Linked DNA regions of Mus musculus: region 2 is linked to region 1. Evidence: chromatin contacts called from public Hi-C data. All regions are on one chromosome and are shown on one strand. Each heading gives the region's core, a stretch centred on a gene start, on an enhancer-like site or on the middle of the called end of the contact. The rest is flanking DNA. Distances are from core to core; before and after follow the strand shown.

What was found. Hi-C and Micro-C count contacts between places; a contact is called where the count stands out from the background.
Region 2: a Hi-C map of embryonic fibroblasts shows a contact between it and region 1, with 2.7 times the contacts expected there. The contact joins the enhancer-like site here to the promoter of Sh3pxd2a in region 1. A contact is called at or near these places in 2 of 39 promoter capture datasets (macrophages and trophoblast stem cells), 3 of 15 datasets of contacts at CTCF or cohesin (embryonic stem cells and pro-B cells), 38 of 484 Hi-C or Micro-C datasets (the AML12 cell line, B cells, the C2C12 cell line and 22 more), 8 of 115 datasets of contacts at active chromatin or transcription factors (bone marrow-derived dendritic cells, effector CD8 T cells, embryonic fibroblasts and 5 more) and 1 of 9 other capture datasets (adipose tissue).

Annotation. Positions count from the first base shown.
Region 1 is chr19:47,462,604-47,466,887 of GRCm38.p6, reverse strand. Sh3pxd2a (SH3 and PX domains 2A) reads left to right here and starts at 2,477. Exons shown (of 15, transcript NM_008018.4): 1 at 2,477-2,824. The coding sequence starts at 2,753.
Region 2 is chr19:47,506,147-47,510,430 of GRCm38.p6, reverse strand. It overlaps Stn1 (STN1, CST complex subunit), which reads left to right. Exons shown (of 10, transcript NM_175360.3): 8 at 1-96; 9 at 2,553-2,625. Among named protein-coding and RNA genes, the nearest start is that of Gm19557, 4.7 kb to the left of the region's middle. Within about 2 kb of position 2,495, at least 208 of the 459 cell types and tissues checked have an H3K27ac peak or open chromatin away from gene starts, as enhancers often do. A contact at or near this core is called in the AML12 cell line, B cells, the C2C12 cell line and 20 more, where this site is marked.

The DNA.
Region 1 (4,284 bases), core at 1,228-3,727:
GTCACTTTGGTCTGGAGGGAGCCCCAAAATTTCACTCAGATTTGCACATCTCTATTTAAGACCTTATTCTGCAGAGCAGTTATCCACCGTCATTGAATATGTCTAGAAGGGGACTGACTAGAAAGATCGGCACGGTGCTCCATACACTGTCTTACTGGGGGTGGGGGGGCAGGCAGCAGGAGTCAAGGGGGCAGAAATGCTTCAGTTGAGGGTAGGGAGAGACCGAGCTGGAAGTATGATGTTTTTGTGCACCATGGAAAGGTTATCCTGTGTTATTTGAATGTTGATTTTTCGGCCCTCATATCTAAGTTTCCATCCTGACATAGCATTGAAATGCTTAGGTGGAGAATCGCCTCTCTCACTGCGCAGTGGTGGCACACACCTTTAATCCCAGCATTTGGGAGGTAGAGGCAGGCAGATTTCTGAGTTTGAGGCCAGCCTGATCTACAGCATGAGTTCCAGGACAGCCAGGGCTACAGAGAGAAACCCTGTCTTGAAAAACCAAAATAAATAAATAAATAATAAAAATAAATAATAAAAAGAATCTCCCATCTCAAGTTTGTGTAAGCAAGTCTTATCATTTATTCCCTGCCTTGTTGATAAATGCTGATGAAGTATCAAAGATGACTTGGGGCTGGACTGGCATCCTTCGGCAAGCAGCTCAGGGCTGAGCATATATCCTGGGTGAGCAAGCCTTGTTCAGGAAGTCAGGCTCAGCTCTGACATTCCCTGTTAACCAAATACCCCTGCCCCGGGGGAGTGCCTTCTTGCCTTCCATCAGCACTGCAACTGTCTTTGAGGTAGAGAAACCCTGTGTCTGGTGTCAATACTCTTGCATCCATCCAGTTTGTGAGTGTTTAGGTGTGTATGTGTCTATGTCCATGTGTATGTGTATCCTTTAGTGCAAGATGTCTGATATCCACCTTATTCCTTGAGACAGGATCTCTCACTGAACCCACAACTTATTGTTTCTGAGCTAGCTGGCTGGCCATCAAGACCTGGAATCCTCGTCCTAACTCTGTCCCATATAGTGCTAAGGTCACAGGCTCGTGGCCACACCTGGCTTTTACCTTAGTACTGAGGAATCTAAACTCTGGTAGTCATGTGTGCTCACCGGCACTCTTTAAACTTTTATGTGTATAAGTGTTTTGCCTGCGTGTATGTATGTGCACCACGCTGGGTGCCCAAAGAGGTCAGAAGAGGGCGTCTGATCCCGTGAGTTATGGGTGGTTGTGAATCATTGGGGAACTGGACTCAGAGCTGTCTTTTCTCCAGCCCCCTCCGCCAGTGCTCTTCCTGAAGAAAATGCAGAAGTCTCAGAGTGGCCCAGGGCTTCTGACAAGGGGGAAAAAAGTCACTAAATCCTTTGCCCACATTTCGGATGCTTTCCACTAGACGCAAGCACAAAACACAAAACATTACTGTATTGTGAAACAATTGGATTCGTTTTGAAAACACCTACTCCGTTAAATATTTGAAAGTAGAACAGGAAAAAAAAGATGAAATCGGTGTGTGTGTGTTAAGTTGAATTAAAGTAAAGTTGAGCTCCAAGACCAGAGATGGGCAAGCGACTTGGAAAGTCAGCTTTCCAGACTAGAAGGAGTGATGGCGAGGAAGCCTGAGCCTGGAGCTAAAGACGATCTGGTTCCCAACCCAGTGGATTTTTCCCACCATTGTGTGCTCCTCCGCCGGTTGCCAGCCCTGGGAGAGTCCCGGGGGAGCCCGGACTTAAGGCTAAAGTGGTGTCTGTAACCTTGTCATTGGGAAATGTTGTCGCAGGTTAGTTACACAGGCACTGATCGATGATGGAGGCAGCAGCAGATCAATAGATCCCATTTCCGGGGAGAATTCACCCGTGGTGACCTGCAGGGGGGCAGGTGGTTCATCAAAAGAAGGCTGGCTTGAAAGATTTAATGCTGCTCTCTTCTCCCGTCCGGGTCTTCTCTTGGAGGGAGCTGTAGGCAGTAACAGGCTGTAATAAACTACTTTTCCTTAAAGAGATCTGGGGAGATGGCAGTGGTACAAGGGACAGAAAGGTGGTCACAGATCCTCTGGGAGACCGAAAGCCAGGATGGGGGCGCGCTGGGCTCACTTTCGCTGAGCCTCCTTTCTCCAAAGCTACCCTGAGTTTGGGGACTGGGTAGAGTAGCCCTTCCAGGCCTCGCAGGGCTGAGCCCCTCGCCGTCCGTCCGAGCCCCTCCCCCGGCCCGGAGCCCCTCCCCGCGCTTCCCCTCGCCGCGCTCCCCTCCCTTCCCCTCCCCTCCCTTCCCTGCTCGCCCTGCCTCCGCCTCCTGCGCCCACAGCGCCGGCCAGCGCCGAGCCCCCAGGAGCCCGAGCGCGGCCCAGGGGCGCCGCCGGCCCCTCCCCGGCGCGCTGACAGCAGGCCCGGCCCCCGCCCCGTGCCCTCGCTGGCGGGACACACCCCCAGCCCTCCTCTGCGCCGCCAGTTCCCGCCGGCCCCACCGAGCGGCAGAGAGAGCGGGCAGGCGAGCGGAGCGCGGCGGCGCGGGAGGGAAGGGGCGCGCGGCAGGCCCACGGGAGCAGCCTGGGACGCACGGAGCCCTCGTGCCCTCCGGGACAGTCGCCTGCCCCGGAGCCTCAGCTGTAGGCGCCCGGAGCCTCGGCGGCGAGTAGCGCGTGGGGCAGGGGTGGCGTGTAACTGCAGGAACCGGGGCAACCGGAGAAGGAGCCGGAACCCGGCCGGGATGAGAAGGTGACGCCGCCGGGGGGCGCCACTCGCTTTGTGGGGACGATGCTCGCCTACTGCGTGCAAGATGCCACCGTGGTGGACGTGGAGAAGCGGAGGAGCCCCTCTAAACACTATGTGAGTACTGCTTCCACCGACCCCGGCGGGGGGCTGGCCAGTCCCGGAGATTCACGCCCCCAGGGGCAGCCTTTGACTCCAGAGTTTGTTCGCAGGGCTGTGATCTCTAGGGAAGCCTTTTCTGCCCTTCTTCCACTCCCCTGTCCCGGGTTTCTTTTTTTGGCATTGCAATTGGCAAGTGGCTGCCCTTGTCTGTTACAACGGTGAAGTCATGTGTCCGCCCGCTGCTAGGATGGTTGGTGGGGGAAGCTTTCGTCAGCCCCTTGCAGAGCATTTAGTTCCTTTGGGAAGGAGCATCTTTGCCGCGCTCCCTAGGGGAGCCGGGCACTCACGCTCATTCGGCCCGGAATGCTTTCCGTTGCTTTGACCGGAGACCCACACTTCTCTTTCTGCTTTCCACGTTTGCTGTTCTGCCTGCACCGGCTGGGGACAGAGGAAGCGCTTTGCCCCCTGCCCCCTCCACTCTTCGTTTCAAGCTTTGATTTCCTTCTTAAAACCATTGTGTTCCGCGGTGTGAGGAGAATTGTGGCTTTTCCTTTTATCCCTCCTCTGGACGTGACCCTTCGCTGGGGTCATTTCCTCGTGTAAGTGATGCTCTGACTCCAGACACGAGTAGGCAAATGTGGTCTGTGGTCTCCGAGGCACGGTTGACTGGCCCGCCGCCCCTCCCCCTTCTTTACCCAAACTTAATGAGAAGAGGCTAAGGTTGACCAGCTGGGCTTCAGAGTGTGTGACAGTACTCTTTCATCTCAGCCGGTCCTGTCTCCCAGTCCTTTACACCTTTGGAAGTAAACATTGTGTCCTTGTTGCTTTAGGATGACTTGCCGAGCTCTGCTCCTGGAGATAGAAGAGACTCACAGTAAAGAACCCAAAACACAGAAAACATGGAGACAGTAAGGGCAGCCTCTTATTTGCAAATTAGGCATTTAAAGGCGTATTTAGAATGCTCAAAGCATTAATTTTAACAATTAAAACGGGCTGTTGGTGGCTGCCCTAGATTGCACATTAGTCTCCAAAGTGCCTTCTATTTCACTGTTGGAAGGAGGCTGGGGCTGGTGGTGTAATACCAGCCGGAGGCTACTCTTTCTGTCAGGATCACAGCAGACTTGAAGGCAGAGTTCTCTGCAGTTGACTAGTGGGGCTGGACTCAGGTTGGGAAGAAGGTAAGAGTGGTCAGACCGGAGAGACGGATCTGTGGGGGGCATTCCCTGACACAGTCAGAGATCCTTTCCAATTGTGTAGTCTAGTGTCGAAAGCCTCTACAGCCGTTGCAAAAACAAAACAAAAAATCCCAGATTTCCTCCAGGAGCTGTGGAGGCAGCTAAGTAGGAGAGCCCTTGACTAGCGAGTTTGGAGAGAGAGAGAGAGAGAGAGAGAGAGAGAGAGAGAGAGAGAGAGAGAGAGAGAGAGACGGAGAGACGGAGAGGGAGAAAGAAAGAAGAGAAGAGAAGAGAAGAGAA
Region 2 (4,284 bases), core at 1,246-3,745, 44 kb before region 1:
GGCGTAGCGCAGAGAGTGTTTAAGAATGCTCTCCAGCTGCTTCAGGAAAAAGGACTCGTGTTCCAGAGAGACAGTGGCTCTGATAAGCTGTACTACGTAAGAGACCTGCAGCCTAGTTTCCCCTCATGGCTTCCGTTACAAGTACAGTTAGGCTTAGGAATAGTACCAGTTTCTAAGACAGTGAGTCGGGGTGAAAGCGACCTCTTACCCTTTCACAATGTAACTGTTTCCTCCAGTGAAACAGTCTGACTCTGTAAACCCAGGCTGACCTTGAACTCCTAATCTCCTGGCTCCACCTCTCCACGGCTGGGATTGTAGGTGTGTGCCACTACTCCGGATCCATGCTGCCACTTGAAGCCCAATGGCCGTCTAAATATTTATCTGTACATTGACAGATATACAAGCACGTCCCTATGGCTTTTTTAAGAAAGGAAGGAAGGGTAGGGGAAGGGGGAACGGAAGGGAAGGGAGTAAGAGTGAGTGAGCTATCTTCTAATTGAGAAGGCCTCATCCTCAGAGCTCCTGGTGCAGATGCTGATGCACTGGAGACTGTCCTGTGTCTTCCACCAGCATCCCTGGCCTCTCACACTAAATGCCACTAGCACCTAGTATGTTGTGACAATCAGAAATGCCTTCGGGCATCACCAGATGTCCCACTGCTGTGAAGAGTGCTCCGCACAGCCTGCAGTGCCACCGTCTGTCCCTGTGCCCGTGTGTCCCGGCACCTGCGAGTCTGCCTCACTCTTTCTGACCAGGAGTATTTACCAGAACTTTCTAGCCATTCCTTTGTGACGGACGGACGGACACTACGGTTGTACGACTTTTGCTGTCACAAATAGTGTTTCCTGACTCGATCTGTGTGGCTCTCTGTGTGAATCTGTGTTGGTATTTCCAAGGACGGCTCACGCAGGAGAGCGCCCGGAGCAAAGGACACTTTAGTTAAAGCTTTCAGGTAACTCCAGTCTGCCTCCCTGAAGGCCTTGCTTGCCAGCCTCCCTTCTGAGGAACGGGACGGCTGCTTGCTTGCCTCCATCTTTTCAAGGTAGAAGTCTGCCTCTTGCTGCATGCCTTTGATGTTGGAGGCAGTAAGCTGAGAGAGGACCACTCGTGTCCAGAGCGGAGAAGTGGCTTCAGAATAAGATGAGAGCTCTGGAGACAGGCTGCTGGGCCTGCCTGCTTGCAGACTCGCTAGAGGTCTACTTAGCAGGTCATTTCCTCTGTGGAGAGGCCCAGGTTTTATTTATTTAAGTAGGAGGGGTTTTCCACAGTGTTGAGAGGTAAGCCAGTATAACACAGTGCTGTCCACTCATCCCGGGATGGGAGGGGCCAAGCAGGACATGGCGGCCATTGTCACACTAAGTTCAGCTGGAGCCCTCTTAGAGATTTGTGCCTCCTTCTGTTCTGGGTTGGCTTCTGTGAGGGTCTGTCTGTAGAGAGCAACCCTCCCTGGGAAGCAGCCAGGGCAACTGCAGCTGCCCAGGGCGAGGTGTGGCAGGGTTGGGCACTTCCTCTTGTGAATGAATCACCCTGAGCTGGAAGGGGTAGTCAAACAGGAATAGATCCCACGGCCCCTTCTGTGGCTGACCCCTCCCTTCCACTCATCCCTGATTTGTGGCTTTCCTTTCTCCTGAAGCCCTGCTGGGGACATAGTTACAGCAGAGCCCAGAGCTCTGTTTGCACCCATGGTTGACCTTCACACTAATCTTGTGAGTCCGAAGTCATCAGGTCTCACGGGCGGCCATGGCTGTTTCCTGTACCCAGTTCTTCAGCTGTGTTCCCATGCTTAGACTTGGCTCTTCCTCCTTCCTCTTTCTTCTCTCCTTTTACACACTCCTTCCTTCCTTCCCTCTTCCCCTTTCTTCTCTTCCTCCCTCCCTCCCTCACCTTCTTTTTCTTTTGCTTCCTCTCCCTCCCCCCCTCTCTGCCTCTCTTCCCTCTTCCCTTCCCTCTTCTCCCCTCTCTCTTCTCTAGTGTTATTAAATTTACTGCCTGTAGCTGAGGGTGAAGCCTGCTGCTAGTTGAGAAACATGGTTGTGGGTGTGCCTACAAGAGCAGAGAGCGTTTCTGTAGATAAGCTGGATTCTCTAGCTTGCTGGCTTCCCCATGCCCATTTCTTCTTTAATTCTTCCTTGTGCTTAGAAGAAGAGGAACTAAAGAAATATAAGACAAGAAGGGGACCGAGAGGAAGAAGGCTGGGACAGGGAGGAAACTTTGAACCTGCGGGAGCTCCTTCAAAAACACTGGGCAAGGAAGAGGAGTGTCTGTCTGAGTGGCCACAGTGTAGAAAAGGGCAGTTGCCCCTTCAAGGCACAGGGTTCCAGTTATGCTTTCCCTTCTGGCCCCAACAAACCAGCTCCTGAGAGAGCTGTGTCCTTAGGGGCAGAGCGGAGCTGCAGCGGCCACCACGCATCAGAATCACTGAGGGAGGGCGTATGGGGGAGGCTTGTCGTTGCTATGGGATTTGTAGAACCGCCTCGAAGGCTGGTCTTGAGTTCTGAGTGACACACTGCTGTGTTCTCAAACCACGTTTCCTCTCTGGATTCTCCTTTTAGGTAACCACCAAAGACAAAGACCTGCAGCAGAAGATCTACCACATCATTAAGGAAGACTGTCAGAAACCAAACCGTAAGTGTTTTGTGATGGTGAGCCGGTGCGCCCAGGGTTCCTTCCCTCCTAGACAGAATCAGGATGCTCTGTCCTGACTCAGGAGGGAGACAGCCAGGGCTTCTGTCCTCCGAGACTCATTGTCCTCTCCTCTATGTCGTGTTGCCTGGGCAGAGGAGTCAGCATGTGGGGCTCCTTTAAACAGCCCTGGGGTGTCCGGTCCTGTAGGGATAAGCTGGAGGCCAACCACCAAGCTCTCCCTGAGATTCGGGCACACTGAAGTGAACCACCACGCTCGGCTCTGAGATGCGCTCGCTGCTTCTGGTCCCTGGTTTGTCGCCCATGTTTACCACTGCCTCTGAATGTAATGTCAACATTCACTCTCTTCTCAAACATCAAGGCTTTTCAGTTTCAGGCAGGACGGCTCTTAGACATTACAGTTCATGAATAACGAAATCCAGTCATCTCAAGAAACCCTTGAGTTATAAATGAAATGGCTTAGAAAAATAGTGCCGGTTTGTGGAGTTAGGTCGGCCCCTAGTGGCTGGACACTCAAACTACATCTAGTCTGATAACTCGCATATCAATTCACCCTAATTACAAAGAAAGCATCCGTCTTATCATGAGTCTGTATGAACTTGTGAGTCTTCAAGGTGACCGTCCAGAGCCTGGCTTTTGCAAACATATGCCAATGACAAATACTTATGTCACCATGATCCTAGGAGCAGAAAGGGTTGTTAGCCCTGGGTCCCCTTCCTATTTTTATTCTCTCTGGAGAAGTCTTTCACTCCTTTCAGACCCAGAAGGAAAGGCTGGGTCTACAGACAGGTAGAGGGAGGCCAGGTCATCTACCCTGTGGTTTAGGACCCAGTGAGATCAGAACCAATAGGGTGCCACAATCAGACAAGAAAGAAAGAAAGGAAGGAAGGAAGGAAGGAAGGAAGGAAGGAACGGAGGAAGGAAGGGAGGGAGGGAAAGGGAAGGAAAGAGCGAGCCCCAAAGCAGTCCTGTTACGGTAGTAATGGATGCTGTTTGGCTCATTCGTAGCAGGGATGGAGCAGCACAGGCAGGCATGGTCGCATGGACCTGTAACCCCAGCCCTGGGAAGGCCGAGGCAGGAGGTCAGCCAGGGTTAACACAATGAGATGTGCTTTCTTTCTCCCCCTGCCCATACCCCTCTATTTCACCTTTCTTTTTCCCTCCCCCTTCCTGTGTGTATGTGTATGTGTATGTATGTATGTGTGTGTGTGTGTATGTGTGTGTGGTATGTGTGTGTGTGTATGTGTGTGTATGTGTGTGTGTGTTATATGTACCTGGTGTATGTGCATGGAAATGAAAGGAAGACTTTAGATGTCCTCTATCCCTTTCTGCCCTTCTCTCTCTGTCTCTGTCTCTCTCTCTTTCTAAAAACTGCTTTATTTATTTATATTCCAAATCTTACCCTCATTCCTGGTCCCTCCTCCAAGAGTTCTTCACCCCCACCCCCCACCCCACCCCTGCCTCTGAGCGAGTGCTCCCCATCTCACCCTCTCACTCCCCCTACCTTACCTTTCCCCCCCGCAACCCTCCTTCCCTGGGGCACCCAGTCTCTACCTGTACACATCCTCTCCCATTGAGGCCAGGGGCCATGGACCAGGCCATGTATGCTCATATATGCTCACTGGTTGGTGGTTTAGTCTC